2 separate regions of the Zea mays genome follow, and region 2 is linked to region 1. The links are chromatin contacts, called in public Hi-C maps. All regions are on one chromosome and are shown on one strand. The core of a region is the stretch at or near the end of the contact, and the rest is flanking DNA. Distances in the headings are between cores, read along the strand shown. Region 1 has its middle 41 kb from the start of TRNAW-CCA. Region 2 has its middle 66 kb from the start of TRNAI-AAU.

Region 1 (7,101 bases), core at 661-3,160:
AGAAAGCGTCCGTGCAGACGTCAGCGAACATTATCTATCACATCCCACTGTATAATTTGCTATTTTGCCACTCTCAATTTTGGCTGTCTGTTATTATGCCATCCCGTGTCTATGACTGGTGGGACCGTCTGTGTCTATGATTTGTGGGTCCGATGGCATATTGGCGAAGCCCACAAATGATAATGGCAAAATTGCCAATGGCTCCTGTATAATTCACCAGTTTAAATTTTGCAAAATCCACTCAACCAAATCACCTCCTTACTCATAACCTCCACTAAATCCATCAAATAAATTGCACATAGATCTAACACACCATTAAAACCAACAGTTTGGATCGTTAGATAACTCTCTCCCTTATTCACTCAAATCCAACGGACAATGGGTTTGTTCGGTTCAGCTTTTTACTAAGAATATTTTCTGAGAATCTGGCTATGGGGAGAATCTGGTTGTAGATAGAATATGAGTATCGTGGAGATTACGTTTGCAGAAAGATAAAATAGTCCATACGGTTTAGGATGTAGAAAATGGCGATTTCGTACTATCGCAACGACTCGGTCAATTTTGTGTTCACGTTGATTTCGGACGGTTTTGACTAAAGTGATTCTTATAGAAGCTGGTTGTAAAGCTGAGCGTTTCTGGTGGCCAGAAGCCGAAAAACTAAAACAAACATGACCAATATTATTTGGATCATCCTTTCTCCCTCGTCCCTCCCCTTCCCCTACGACGACCCGGCCGCCCCCAGCCTCCATCGTGTCATGTCGCCTCCTCCCCTCTGGTGGCGCCCATGAGATTTTAGGGGCCCAAGACAAGTTTAATGTATAGGCATTTCACTCAATATACATATAAAAATATTTACCTCAAATAAAAAAATAAAAAAGTACATATTATTACCTTAAAAATTTCTTCTATCATATTTAAATATGATCAGGATATGGATCGTGGTTGACAATTTTTCGACACTTTACCGCTGAACTAATAGACTATAAATAGATAGTCTAGCCAATATAAGTATATATCTAGGGTTAGGCCCTTTGAAATCGGGGGCAGGGCAGCCACCCCTCCGCCCACCCTCAGCGCCGCCGTTGTCAACCTCTCTCCTTGTGCCACCGTTGTCAGGGGCGAAGCCAATGTCACTTTCACCACATTGCACACATTAAGAATATACACAAGATCTTAGAAATATATGGTCAAAATATATTTGGCTAATAGAAAATATTTTTTTGCCACTCCACCGGGCAAAGTGTATATGGCGTCGCCCCTGACCGTTGTCGTTGTTGGTCTCTTCGCTCCTCTTCGTGAGATTGTAGCGTTAGTACGAACTATATGCCAGTACGTCAGTGGTATTTCATTTGCCAAAAATAAATAGTTGTAAGCAAGTTTTATTTTGTTGGATGATGTCAGAAATTATTGTAGCGTCCAGATCTAGACCAGCAAATGAAGCCACGCTCTGCTCCCGTGCTCCGTCTCCGAGTGACAAGGGCAAAAGGAGCCGGTCGACGACAACAACAACAACAAAATTTTGACAATTACTCGTCCATGTCCACACGTCTTGCTTTGATTGAGGCGTCCCCGTCGTTACTCCACATCAATGGCTCCCATGCATGCATGCAATGCATCCAAGGCGAAATGCATCTCCGTTTCCTCTTTCGGAAATAAAGGGTGAAAAAGACACAGAATCTTTCTGTGGCAACCGTGGACCATTAACCTATTAGCGTGTTTCTCTCTTTCCTGTCTGTACGCGCATTCATGCATCTCTACAGTTGAGTTGCTATCTCATATATATACGTACGTGGGCCAACACGCGGTCTTCCGCCGTACACGGCGCTGTGCGACTGCGTGAGCTCCACAGCGTTGTTTCTGCCTAGGGATAAGGCCCAATGGGCGCCCAGACGCGCCACGTTTTTATGAAGTGGGCGGATTGTGCCGAGGTGGCAAGGCCCATCGTGAAGCAGGCCCTGCTCGGACCTGCCACGCTATCTTGGCCCGACCCGTGCGTTGCTGTCCACCATGACGACGAAGGCCGCCGCTGCCCGCGGTTAGAGGCATGTTTGGTTCCCTACCTAATTTGTCACATTTTGCCTAACTTTTCTGCATAAGATTAGTTCTTCAATTTGAACGACTAACCTTAGGCAAAGTGTGGTATAGTTAGCCACGAATAAACAGGCCCTAGGTTTGGAGAGCTTGTTTTGTTTACGACAGAATTTACTGTACTAGAGATTTTGTTTATCCAGCAAGAGTTGAAAAAAAGAAGAAATGTCATACTTTTAGAGTTAATTTGGGAACTCTATTTTTCCATCAGATTTCTATTTTTTCAAGAGAAAATGAACTAATTTCCTCAATGAAAATAAAATTCACTCGAAAAAACGTGGTTTCTAAACTAGCTTAGCGTGTCAAATATAAAAGTCGGCTAAGTTGTAGCAGAAAATTAAACATCAGTAAGAATCATCTCGGATGTTATCCAAACAGTCCAGTGCGTATGTTCATGGATCATGGTGTGATTGGATGCCTAGCTGGAGACGCTGGTCCTCCTCTCTGCAGACAAGACATGCATAGCCGTAGCCGATGATGGTTCACGTCGCTTGCCTGCAAAGCGAGGTGATGGTCAAAAGCGGAGTGTCAGGCTGGCTAGTGCCGTTTCCATTGGTTATTTTACTGGCAGTAAATTTCAAAAAGGAACCTGCTGCTGCGATCAAATAGTGCTGCTAGGAACAGAACTAGAAAACCTATACTAACTCCGCTGTACTATTACTTAACGTTTTAGATAAATTGAAATCAAATTTATAAAATTTTGACTACAAATAACTAATTTGTTATTTAGTTTTGGAATCTAATATTTAAGCACTGATTTGTCTTAAAAATACTTTTGTAAAAGTATAAATATATTAAGAGCTTATTGTATTTTAATAGAAAAACATTGGTCAAAGTTAAATTTTGAAGACCGTGTCTGTTAGTCACTTGATTTCAATCCCGTAAATGTATTAAAAATCAAGACAACACAAATAAACAGGTCAACCTTCATAGTCATCCCCTTTTATCATTCTTGGAGAGAAGATAAAATGAAAGGATGAAGATAAAAATTTGCTTATGTAAGTGGGTCATTCAAACATAGACAAAAACAAAATACAATGATTACAAGAAATTAAATAATGAAACAGGAAATTAAACAAAATACAATGATTACAAGAAATTGCTTATGTAGGTTTGGTTTAAGACAGAATGTGTTGAAATCCCTCTTCCTTATTATATGAATTCAAAGATTGAACATATACGTTCATCTTCGTAAAAATTACAACGAGGGGGTACAAGGGAGTACATAAGTTATAGCTTCGTATAGAGAGAAAAAAATGAGTTTCACCCGTCCAAAAAGTGTCTCCAACGCATAACACTGTTCCTCTTTTTATATGCTCGAGATATGTTTCAGACGAATTTACAATTATATCCTTAATCCCTATACATTCAAACTATTGTACATGCCAGAGGTAAGGTTGTCCTTCTCCTTCTCTCGGTTTAGCTCCTTAGACCTCAAAGGTTGTTTATATTATGCTTCGTCCGAAGCACGTGCACCATGGTCGTCCGAAACTTGCTTCTTCAAACACCCGCATGTTCTGTTAGAAATCTATCTAGGTTATTAACCCTGCAACACACATGATAAAAACAAAAGAAATAGTTACTGGATGAGTATTTTTTTATTTTTTAGACATTCGAAAGAAAAAGACTCTTAAGGCTATTTTGATAACTCAATTTTTTCAAGGGATTTTAATTTGGTCGCTTGAAAAAATGAAGTTACTAAACTAGCCCTTAACATAGGACAACTAATAGGACATCGAAAAGATTAGAAATCAATGATTCGTCATCTTGTAAAAGCACCGTCAGCGTCGATCTCGATCGACACAAAGCAGCAGCGACTACTAGCACTAGCACAGTAGCTCTGACTACGCTCCGCTGCTCCTGAAAACGAGATCGGCGCCTGAAAGGACGAGAACGCAGCCGCCGCCGCTTTGACCGAGGCCGTCTTTCGTCAGCTTCTGTAGCACGGAAAACAAATGAAATGATCGATCTGGGATCAGATCATAGAAAGCCATGCTCCCTCGCTTCTTTCGAAATAAGGAGGAGAATCCGGCCCTTTCTCTTTTCTCCCTTCTCTAGAATAGAATATAAAAAGGCCACCGTGGGTTGTGATTTGTGTGAACGAGAAGATCCCTAGGACAGTGTGAGAGGAAAGGAATATGGTCTCTGCCACTACAGTGGACCACAAAGAAAGAAACCTGAGTTACATTACTGGCCGGATAATGCAACGTCTAAGATATTTCTCCCCCTAACCTTGCAAATCTCAAAGTCACCATAAACTAATCTCATGAACACATTTCTAAAAGGATGAATTTGGTAAGGGCTTAGTGAATAAATTATTGAGATTATCACATAATTTGGTTTACAGGATGTTTACTTCACCCATTTTTTTAATTCATGGGGATAAAACAACCTAGGACAAATATATTTATTATGTTGCTCTTGATGTAGTCCATCTATATTTGTGTAATACAAGCAGAATTGTCTTCATAGATAACAATTAGTTAATCGCTGGCACCAATGCCACATGGTTGTTGTATGTGGTTGATCATTCTGTGAAGCCAGACACATTCACGTAAAGCCTCATACAATGCAATTATTTCACGGTGATTTCTTGAGGTAGCCACCCAGAGTCTGTTTCGAAGACTTCCATGAAATAGTTGTTCCTTCGTGTAAGACTATATGCGATAGGCCATTATGGGATCATATAAACATCAAGCATCAGTGTATTTAATCACATTAGAATTTGGGTTACTATGTGTTGGGACCATGCTTCGTCGCCGAAGGTCCTGTGGAAAGAAATAGCTTTGGCTGAAGCTGCTTGTACGTGATGTCGAAGGTACCATTCATGAAGCTTCGGTATTACAGCATATTCGAAGATGAAGGGTCGAACCGACTTAAAGATAGAATGACCTTTTAGTCCATAAGGGTCCGAGTCAACGTTGTAAACTTTTTATGAGGGGCATGATTGTAATTCCTCACAGGCTGTGTCTTGTGCCTATAAATAGTGAACAGTATTCTTTTACTGTTCACGCATTCCTGTAATTGCAAACGCATCACTCGGGAATTATTGTCTGTCAAGGCAAAGATATAAGTATACCTAAATATTATGTTCAAACATCTTAGATTCATATAATAAGATATATAAATGATGTCATTTATTTTTGATGTATTTATCTTTAGTGTTTCATATTTTATATTACTTTGTATTATCTTTGTAAGTTTAATTACGAAGGTGAAACCTTCGTAATATTCTGCTCGTGACCTTCGTCCGAAGTTCATTAAATCCTTGGGGAGATAATGCTTCAGCGGACGAAGGACATTGATATTTAACATTTTATGTTGCCTTGTTCTTAATTCATAGCATTTGAGAACAAGTCCCCAACACTATGGAAAAATAATACAAGATCTCGTTTACCATTAAAATACATGGCCAACCATCATTGTTAGTTTATCCCTTTTGTAGAAGGAACTCACTAAGTCAGTTATACCACATTCTCTCCAACTACTTTAAACTATAAAGTGACTTTTGAAGCTTTACACAATAAATGTTTGAATTTGTGTTTGGTTATGGTCTAGAGATTCTATTAGGAACCCTCATATATATGTTTAAATCAAGTGATCCATAAATATATAAAGTCAAGGTTAGATGATTTTAATTTGAACAGTCAAAGATATAACATATCAGAATGCTATTCCATCCATACCTAGAGAATATATTTCATTATAATAACATTGGGTCTCGGTCGGTGTTTATGACCCGACTGCGCACCACGGGGTTCCCCACATGATGCTTTAGGTAGGACAACGTCGTTGCTTGTGATTCAATGGTACGTGCCAGTGCACGTCAGATCACACAAGAGTTTATACAGGTTCGACCGCTGGAATGCGTAACACCCTACTTTCTGTCGAGGTTGAGTGTTTGAGTATTTCTGGTGTACACAGGTTACAGATGAGTTGTGGGCGGTGGACAGTGAATTCTCATATCGATCTAGTGGTGGCATAGTTGCTATGGAAAGGCTAATGAGCTATGAGGTGGTGATGGGATGTGACGAGATGAGATGCGTTCATAGGGGTACTTGAAAGGGAAATGGACTCAACATTTCCTATAATCGATTTTGGTGTTTGACGACCATCACAAACCTTATGGACTAACTAGTTTGCGTAGTTGATCATTTCTCAGGTGCATAAGTTCATCTACAACTATTCTAAGTGGACTATCCGGAATACCGTAGATTATTCCGGACAGGAGAAGCTTTTTTGAAAAACACCTATGCGCGGACCGTCCGGGCCCTTGCAGCGGACCGTCCGCGACACCAGGGTGAGCCTCAGACAGGAACTCTGCAAAAACATACGTTAACACTAAGGACCGTCCGAAGGAGAAGCGAGCACCGTCCGAGACCAAGCGCGGACCGTCCGGTCGTTGTAAAACCAGAAAAACCCGAAGGTGACGGGTTCAGTAAAATTCATTTTTAGTGTCCTCGCGGACCGTCCGGGGTGCACGACCGGATCGTCCGTGACTGCTTTATCTGACATCTGACGACGCATTAAATGCACTATAGCCGTTTATATAGCCGTTACTGCTGACCGTTGCGATTCCAGCCATTGATGTGCAGGGGCGGACCGTTCGGACCAGGGGCGCGGACCGTCCGTGGTCGGCAGAAAAGGAGCAATGGCTAGGAAGTGGTTGGAGGCTATAAATACAACCCCAACCACCTCCATTCACTTGATCCAAGCACTCCACTCATACACATTCAATCCAAGAGCTAGCAATCCATTCCAAGACACATTCAAAGTTTCCAATCTCTCCAAGTTTTCCAATTCAGACAAATGATTGAGAGAGGGAAAAGGGTTGAAATAGACCCGACCTTTGTGGCCTCCTCAACAGGGAGTAGGTTCTTTGGAACCGAACCTCGAGAATCAAATCGACGTGTCCACTTGTATTAATCTTCACCATTCGATTTGTTTCTCCCCTCTCCTCTCTCTCTAAAGTTCTCTTACTCACATCATTTTGAATTTGCTCCCAAAGTTATT
Region 2 (6,462 bases), core at 386-2,885, 190 kb before region 1:
GCGTCGCGCCGCACAGGCGGACCTGCTCCCTGGCGGAGGAGCTGCGCGTCGTCAGGGCGAGCCCCCCGCGACGTGAGCTAGCTGCATGAGTCTCCTCTATTTCTTCGGTCCTGCAGGTGTGGTCTGGAGTCTGGACTCGATGCATGCGTGTGCGTACATGATAGCTAGCTAACTGTAGTTGCTCTGATGTAGCCTTGATCTGTTGTTACATGTGTAGCGAGAGTAGGGTGTGACGCTCGATGTGTCCGTGGGATAAGTTTGCTGACCAATCGCTATGGTGTCTGGCTGTCGTCTGGTCGTGGTCAGTAGCAATATAATTACTGCTGCATTAGCATTACTGTATGGCAATATATTGCGTTGGGGTCAGCTGTAGTTTTTTTTGGTACTGATGATCGCATGCAAAGCGAGGGTGTTTCACGCGACCCCAGCTGGTTGCCCATCTCAAGTTCTCAACCAGTTCAAGATCTCAGGTCTATCGGCGCCCCATGGCCGTCCCGTCCGCTCTCTAATGTGTCCTCTCCCTATACACAGCATCGTCACTTCCCTTTGTTTAATTTCGACCTGATGACTGATGTATCGGCGGGCCATGACCTTGATGACTGAGATTCAAGCGTTCAAACAAGCTTTCCAAATTCCAACTGCATGCTCTGCAGGGGCAGGGGTTCCGAGACGGCGAAGATGCGTCCTCCTCCGTCGTCCGTCCGCGCGCGCTCTGGGAAGGAGAGAGACGCGATCGCGCGGACGCGGCGGCGTGTCGTGGGCACCGGGGTTCCCGAGACAGGGTCACAGGGAACCATATCTAGGTATGCATCTGGTACCCCGGTCCGGTAGCCCGGTGCAGCAGTGAGCGGACGCGAGGATCTCGGGGTGCGGTTTGCCGTCTTTTGATCGGCAACGACGATGTCCCGTTTCAATCACGATCATATGTGGTGGCCCGTGGACGCCGGCCGTCAGGCACACTATATAGATTTTATACTATAAAATTTAAGTATTGAATCAAGTTAGAACCAAATTTTATTTCTATTTATTTTTGAACTAAAATTAGTTAAGAGCTCTAATTTATTGTGAAAAAATATTTGAATCGTGATCCATTACCACCTCTAGATACAATTTACACTCACCAAGTCGCCATATACATGCTGAGGAGTTGCACCTACTTACTACCTAAAGTGATGTAATAAATTGGTACGCACTCCATTAATTTTTATTTATTTATCATGTTTTAGTTAAAAAATAAACTAGCCGGAGATAAATATTCGAGAACTATGGCAGTACTAGCTATGGCAGTGCTGGCTAAGATCGTATGTAAATCTAGCAGGCTGCTTGGGGAGGAGGATATTTGGAATATATGAAGCTGCATGCGCCGATTTCGGTGAAGGGCAAAAGTCCAAGCATTGAGCGGAGCCAGGGGGGCCCGGACGGACCAAAAGCGCCCCTGGCGTTCATTTCACTGCATTGTGTGTACTCTGGTATATATCCCACGCAGGCCAGGGCATCCTCGTCGTAGCTAGCCGTGTCGACCAATGGCGCCCTCCGCGCCACTCAAATTTCCGAAGCAGGGTGGAACACCATTGGGGCGTTGCAGCTCCCGTCCGTCCTTCCCTTCCACTTCCAGCCCGCGTCTAGTCTCGTCATCTCAGCTAAGGCGGGTGGATCGGACGCGTAAAGAGGAGGCGGCGGCACATGAGGTAAAGAAGAGATGCTATTCCTCGTCATCTTTGCAAATGCTTTGCCTTCGTCGTTGCACCACTGCTTTTATCTTGGCATGGCAAGAGTGCGGCGTGTACGGTGCAAATTTGTTTCAAGAGAGAGAGAAAAGAACAGTAGCCTTAAACGTGTGGCAGTCCCTGCCCCTCCTAGCTCACATCTCGTCTAGTCAAAGACCTTGCCCTATCTACACAATCCTTCTAGTACGTCCTAAGCGTCTCTGGCTGCTCCTCAACGTCTGCAGCTGTGTGGACAAGCACGTCCATGCGGTGGGTCAGGCGCAGGACTTTTATTTAAGGGAGGCACGAGGGGAAAAGACCCTCCTGAAACAAAGCTCGGTATATTGGGGAGCACATGATTTCCAATAGTTCATGAAGTCCCAGCCACCCTGGTCCGTGCCCAATGACCAGACACATGCGGTCGGGGCATCAGACGTGTCCCTATGTCATACACTAGGTCAAACCTCACCACACGCGTCAATCAAACCATACCGAACCCCCGCGTAGCCATAAATTACAGTTCTGTTTTTTCGCAAATAGCGTAAATTGTTCATAACGATAGCATAAAAACTTCGCCCAGCCACTGGGTCATGTCCACACGTGTAGGCACATGCATGCAAATCATGTTTTTAAGGTAAATCCGATAATTATGATAGATCGTGTGATTTTCCATTGCATTGCACAAATTTTAGATGACATTTTTGTTTCCACTGCATGCGCGCAAAAATTGTATGACTCCATAAATATAGGATCACTCTAACAGCTATACAGTTACACTCGTTGGAACCACTTTATGATATATACCGATCTTAGTTATGCTACACGGTATATGTATTTATGCAATTCGGTATACTGCATAAAAATGTGTTTCGTGCTGCATGCGCACAAATTTAGGATAACATGAATGTGCGATGAAAGAAAATGGATTGGTATGCATGGAAACAAAAAAATCTTATTTAAATGATTTGTTTCCTCCATAAACATATGATCGCTACAACAGACACACAGTTAGGCTCGTTACAATCAATTTATGATATATAATGATACTAATTATGCTACATGGTGTAGGTATTTACTTAATGTAGTACATGCGTAAAAATCTGGCATGTGGTTCACTAGTGGACACATCTTCATGTTCGAACGTAAAAACCTTCAGTTTTGAGCGTAAAATACGCATTTATGAGCGTAAATACTGATCCAACATAAAAGCTATTGAAAACCTCTTGATGTTGGCATATATATGTATAAAAAGTGACATAAAAACATGTACACGATTGTAAACCTCCGGATCGGAGGAATTGGTCACAGAAAGAAGCATGAACTGTCATACAGACCACTGACCCTAACAGCCTGCACCTTGCGCGACCGTTGGAGGGGGCCATCACAGCCTTCGTCGTGGTCATCGTCGCCGCCACACGAACCTCTGGCCGCTCGCGTGCCTCCCGGGTTGTGGCTGGCGCTCGCTCCTCCGGGGCTACTGTCGCCGCTGCGCGCGCGCCTCAGGTGCTGTCAGCGCTGTGCATGCCTCTGGGGCCGTCGTCGCCGCTCAAGGCTTGGGTAACCACCTCCAACGAGTGAGGTGGCGCGTGTCGCTCGCTCACGCCTCCCCGGTGTCACACCCGGTTTTGAAGGTAAACCGAATGCGAACCATGTACGTGCCAGGATCAGAAATTCACGTACACAATGATTATATAAATGACTAATCAAAACACAATGCTTCGAATAACAATAAAGAGTAAGTAATAATATTAAAGACTAGAGTCATTTACATAATATAAACCAAAGTGCACATAATAGAAACGTAACCAACGTAAACAACCCACCACAGGCAGCTGACTAGGGGAGGTCGCTAGCCTAATCCTCGAACTCATTGACGTCCTGGACCTCCTAGAGATCTGCCTCGATGCCTTCTTCTTATTTACCTGAGCATAGATTGCACTAAGGGCAACCTGGTGTTTTGTGAAAGCAAGGTTGAGTACACATCAACGTACTCAGCAAATTTCCCGTTTGGCTGAGGTGGACTAGCATTATGTGGGGTTAACGTCAAAGCTGTTGCTTTAAGTTTGTCAAGTATTTATTATTAGTAGAAGCCAAGTTTTAGTGATAACCAACCTGTGAATCATTTCCTCATCGAGGAACATCATTATCATCATCGCAACCAAAACCATAATTAGAACCATCGAATCTCGAATCAGCTATATCTCTAATCAAAGAGGATACCAAGGCCGCTCAAAACCGTGAGCACGACTGATATATCAGTTTCATTCCTCTATAGAGGTTGCACACTTTACCCACGAGTCGTGATCCCTTTCCAGCATGGGTTTTGCAAGACCCGATCTTCAATACCAAGGTGAATGGCCAGAGATACACTACATAGTGTTTACAAAGACTCTCCTATTGCATAGCTGCTCGTTAGGTTTCGCCAGTCGTACAAACACAATACTCCTCCCTAAGGTGGGTGACTAACAAAATCAAATCGAATAAACCTCGGCACCCACCCTTAGCAGAGCGAGCACTATGCCCCGACCCCCATTGACGGCCCTCCGACAAAGCCAACTACACCCCGAGGTTCATCTAATTATTCAGCTAAGGTTGTCCCATTCCACCCTCATGGTTGCAGTGTTATCCCGGGTGATCACTCAACGAACAGGTCCTTTATGGAGAGGTACTCAGGAAACAACCTGAATCCCCTAAAGTATCGCAGATCATCATCATAAACATAATAAAACATCATATCATAAATGTTCGCATCATGTTCGTTGATTAAAGTGGAGCAATAGCATGAAGCTAACCATAATAACCCAAAAGGTAATCAAGGACAAGGTAAATAGAAAGCTAGTCAATCCTTAGGTTGATCATGGTATGCGGGACAGTGAATCATAAAGTAAATATGACATAATGGGTCAGAGGACACTTGCCTTCACCAAACAGATGCTCAGGGTCTTCAATCTAGTAGAACTCGAAGAACCGGATCTTTTGGTCGCCAACGCTTGACCATCGATTCCTCGAAGCTCGAAAACGAATCGTGATCTAATCGCAACGTGGAGCGAAGACGAACAGGCACAAGCAAACAAACATATTGTTGGGGGCCTTCGGCTTCCGAAGGTCCTCAAAACATGATTTGACATTGTTTTCCATGTGAAATATGTGAACAGGTATCTTCAGAATCAGGTTGCGGGTATACAAGTGTCTGGTCAAGACGAAGCTTAAGCGGGACGGAAGGCGATCATGACGAAGGATAAGATGATCACGAAGCTATGTGCAGAAAAGCTTCGGTATGACGACAGAAAAGAGGAACCGACTTAAAGATGAAAAGCCAAATTAGACCTCGAAGAATTATTATAGAGTTATTGATAAATGTAAACGGCATTAATGTAATTCTACACGGGCTGCGTCCCGCGCCTATAAATAGATGAACAGTACTCCTGTACTGTTCACGCTGACTTGGCATTCGCTTTTTGCATCACGCCTGTACCTTTACTTTTCACCAGTCCGGAGGTACATTTATAATTTGTTTTCATGAATTTGATAGTAAAAATAAGTTGATGATAATATCTGTATTATTATTCGTATTTCATATATGTGTTCTTCTTCATCATCTATCGAACTTACGAAGGTCTTTTCCCTTGTAACCTTCGTCCAGAATTCATTATATCCGAAGGGACATAATGTTTATAAGGACGAAGGACTTTAACATTTAACACTTTTTATGTTGCCTTGTTCTTAACTCTTAGCATTTGAGAACAAGTCCCCAACATTGGCGCCCGCCTCCGGTGAACTCACGTCCATTTCTTGAGTTTTGAACATCTTCGGCAAGCATCACCTTCGTCATGCCACCGAAGAAAGCTTCAGCCACAGGGGCTGCCACTCTGCAGCCGCTGGATCCCAATCAGGATGTCCTTTCTCTTAGGGAGGCCCGAAGCCAGAAGAGGAAGGCCACTAGTCCGACGCCTCCGGAGGATGATTTGGATCAAGAAATCCAAAACTTGGAGATGCTCCACCAACAGGTTCAACGAAAGAAGGAAAAGATGGCTCGTCTAGCTGACCTACAGAGGCAGATAGATGAAGCTTCGGATGAAGTTCGTCATCTTGCTCAAGATGACTAGAACCGAAGGCCTCCGCGCAGAGAGCTTCATCAGGAGGGCTTCTACAACGAGGACGACTGGTATGAAGATTTCCATCATGGAAATTTTGCTTTTGATGATGCTTCTCCCCTGTCAACAGAACTGCAGGCTACACCATGGCCCCAGTCTTACAAGCCCCCCAACTCCCCATGTATGACGGTCATTCAGACCCGAAGCAATTCTTGATGAGCTATGAAGCAACCATATCTTCGTATGGTGGCAATACTGCAGTCATGGCAAAGTCTTTCGTCATGGCCGTCAAGAGTGTTGCACAAACCTGGTACTCTTCTCTTCGGCCAGGAACAATCACTTCATGGCAGAAGCTGAAGGACATGTTGATAACCAGCTTCCAAGGGTTTCAGACGAAGCTGGTCACTGCTCAAGCCTTATTCCAGTGCACCCAGGACCACGAAGAGTACCTTCAGGCGTATGTCCGAAGGTTCCTGCGTCTGAGGGCACAGGCGCCAACAGTGCCCAATGAAATTGTCATTGAGGCCATGATTAAAGGACTTCGGTCGGGACCTTCAGCTCAATACTTTGCCAGGAAGCCTCCTCAAACTTTGGAGAAGCTGCTCCAGAAGATGGACGAATATATTCGAGCTGACAATGACTTTCGCCAAAGAAGGGAGGAA

What was found. Hi-C and Micro-C count contacts between places; a contact is called where the count stands out from the background.
Region 2: a Hi-C map of tassel shows a contact between it and region 1, with 3 times the contacts expected there. The contact joins two enhancer-like sites. A contact is called at or near these places in 4 of 25 Hi-C or Micro-C datasets (bundle sheath, ear, leaf and 1 more).

The regions. Positions count from the first base shown.
Region 1 is chr1:95,335,395-95,342,495 of Zm-B73-REFERENCE-NAM-5.0, reverse strand. No RefSeq gene overlaps it. Among protein-coding and RNA genes, the nearest start is that of TRNAW-CCA, 41 kb to the right of the region's middle. Within about 2 kb of position 1,910, at least 17 of the 20 cell types and tissues checked have an H3K27ac peak or open chromatin away from gene starts, as enhancers often do. A contact at or near this core is called in tassel, where this site is marked.
Region 2 is chr1:95,528,019-95,534,480 of Zm-B73-REFERENCE-NAM-5.0, reverse strand. No RefSeq gene overlaps it. Among protein-coding and RNA genes, the nearest start is that of TRNAI-AAU, 66 kb to the left of the region's middle. Within about 2 kb of position 1,635, at least 5 of the 20 cell types and tissues checked have an H3K27ac peak or open chromatin away from gene starts, as enhancers often do. A contact at or near this core is called in tassel, where this site is marked.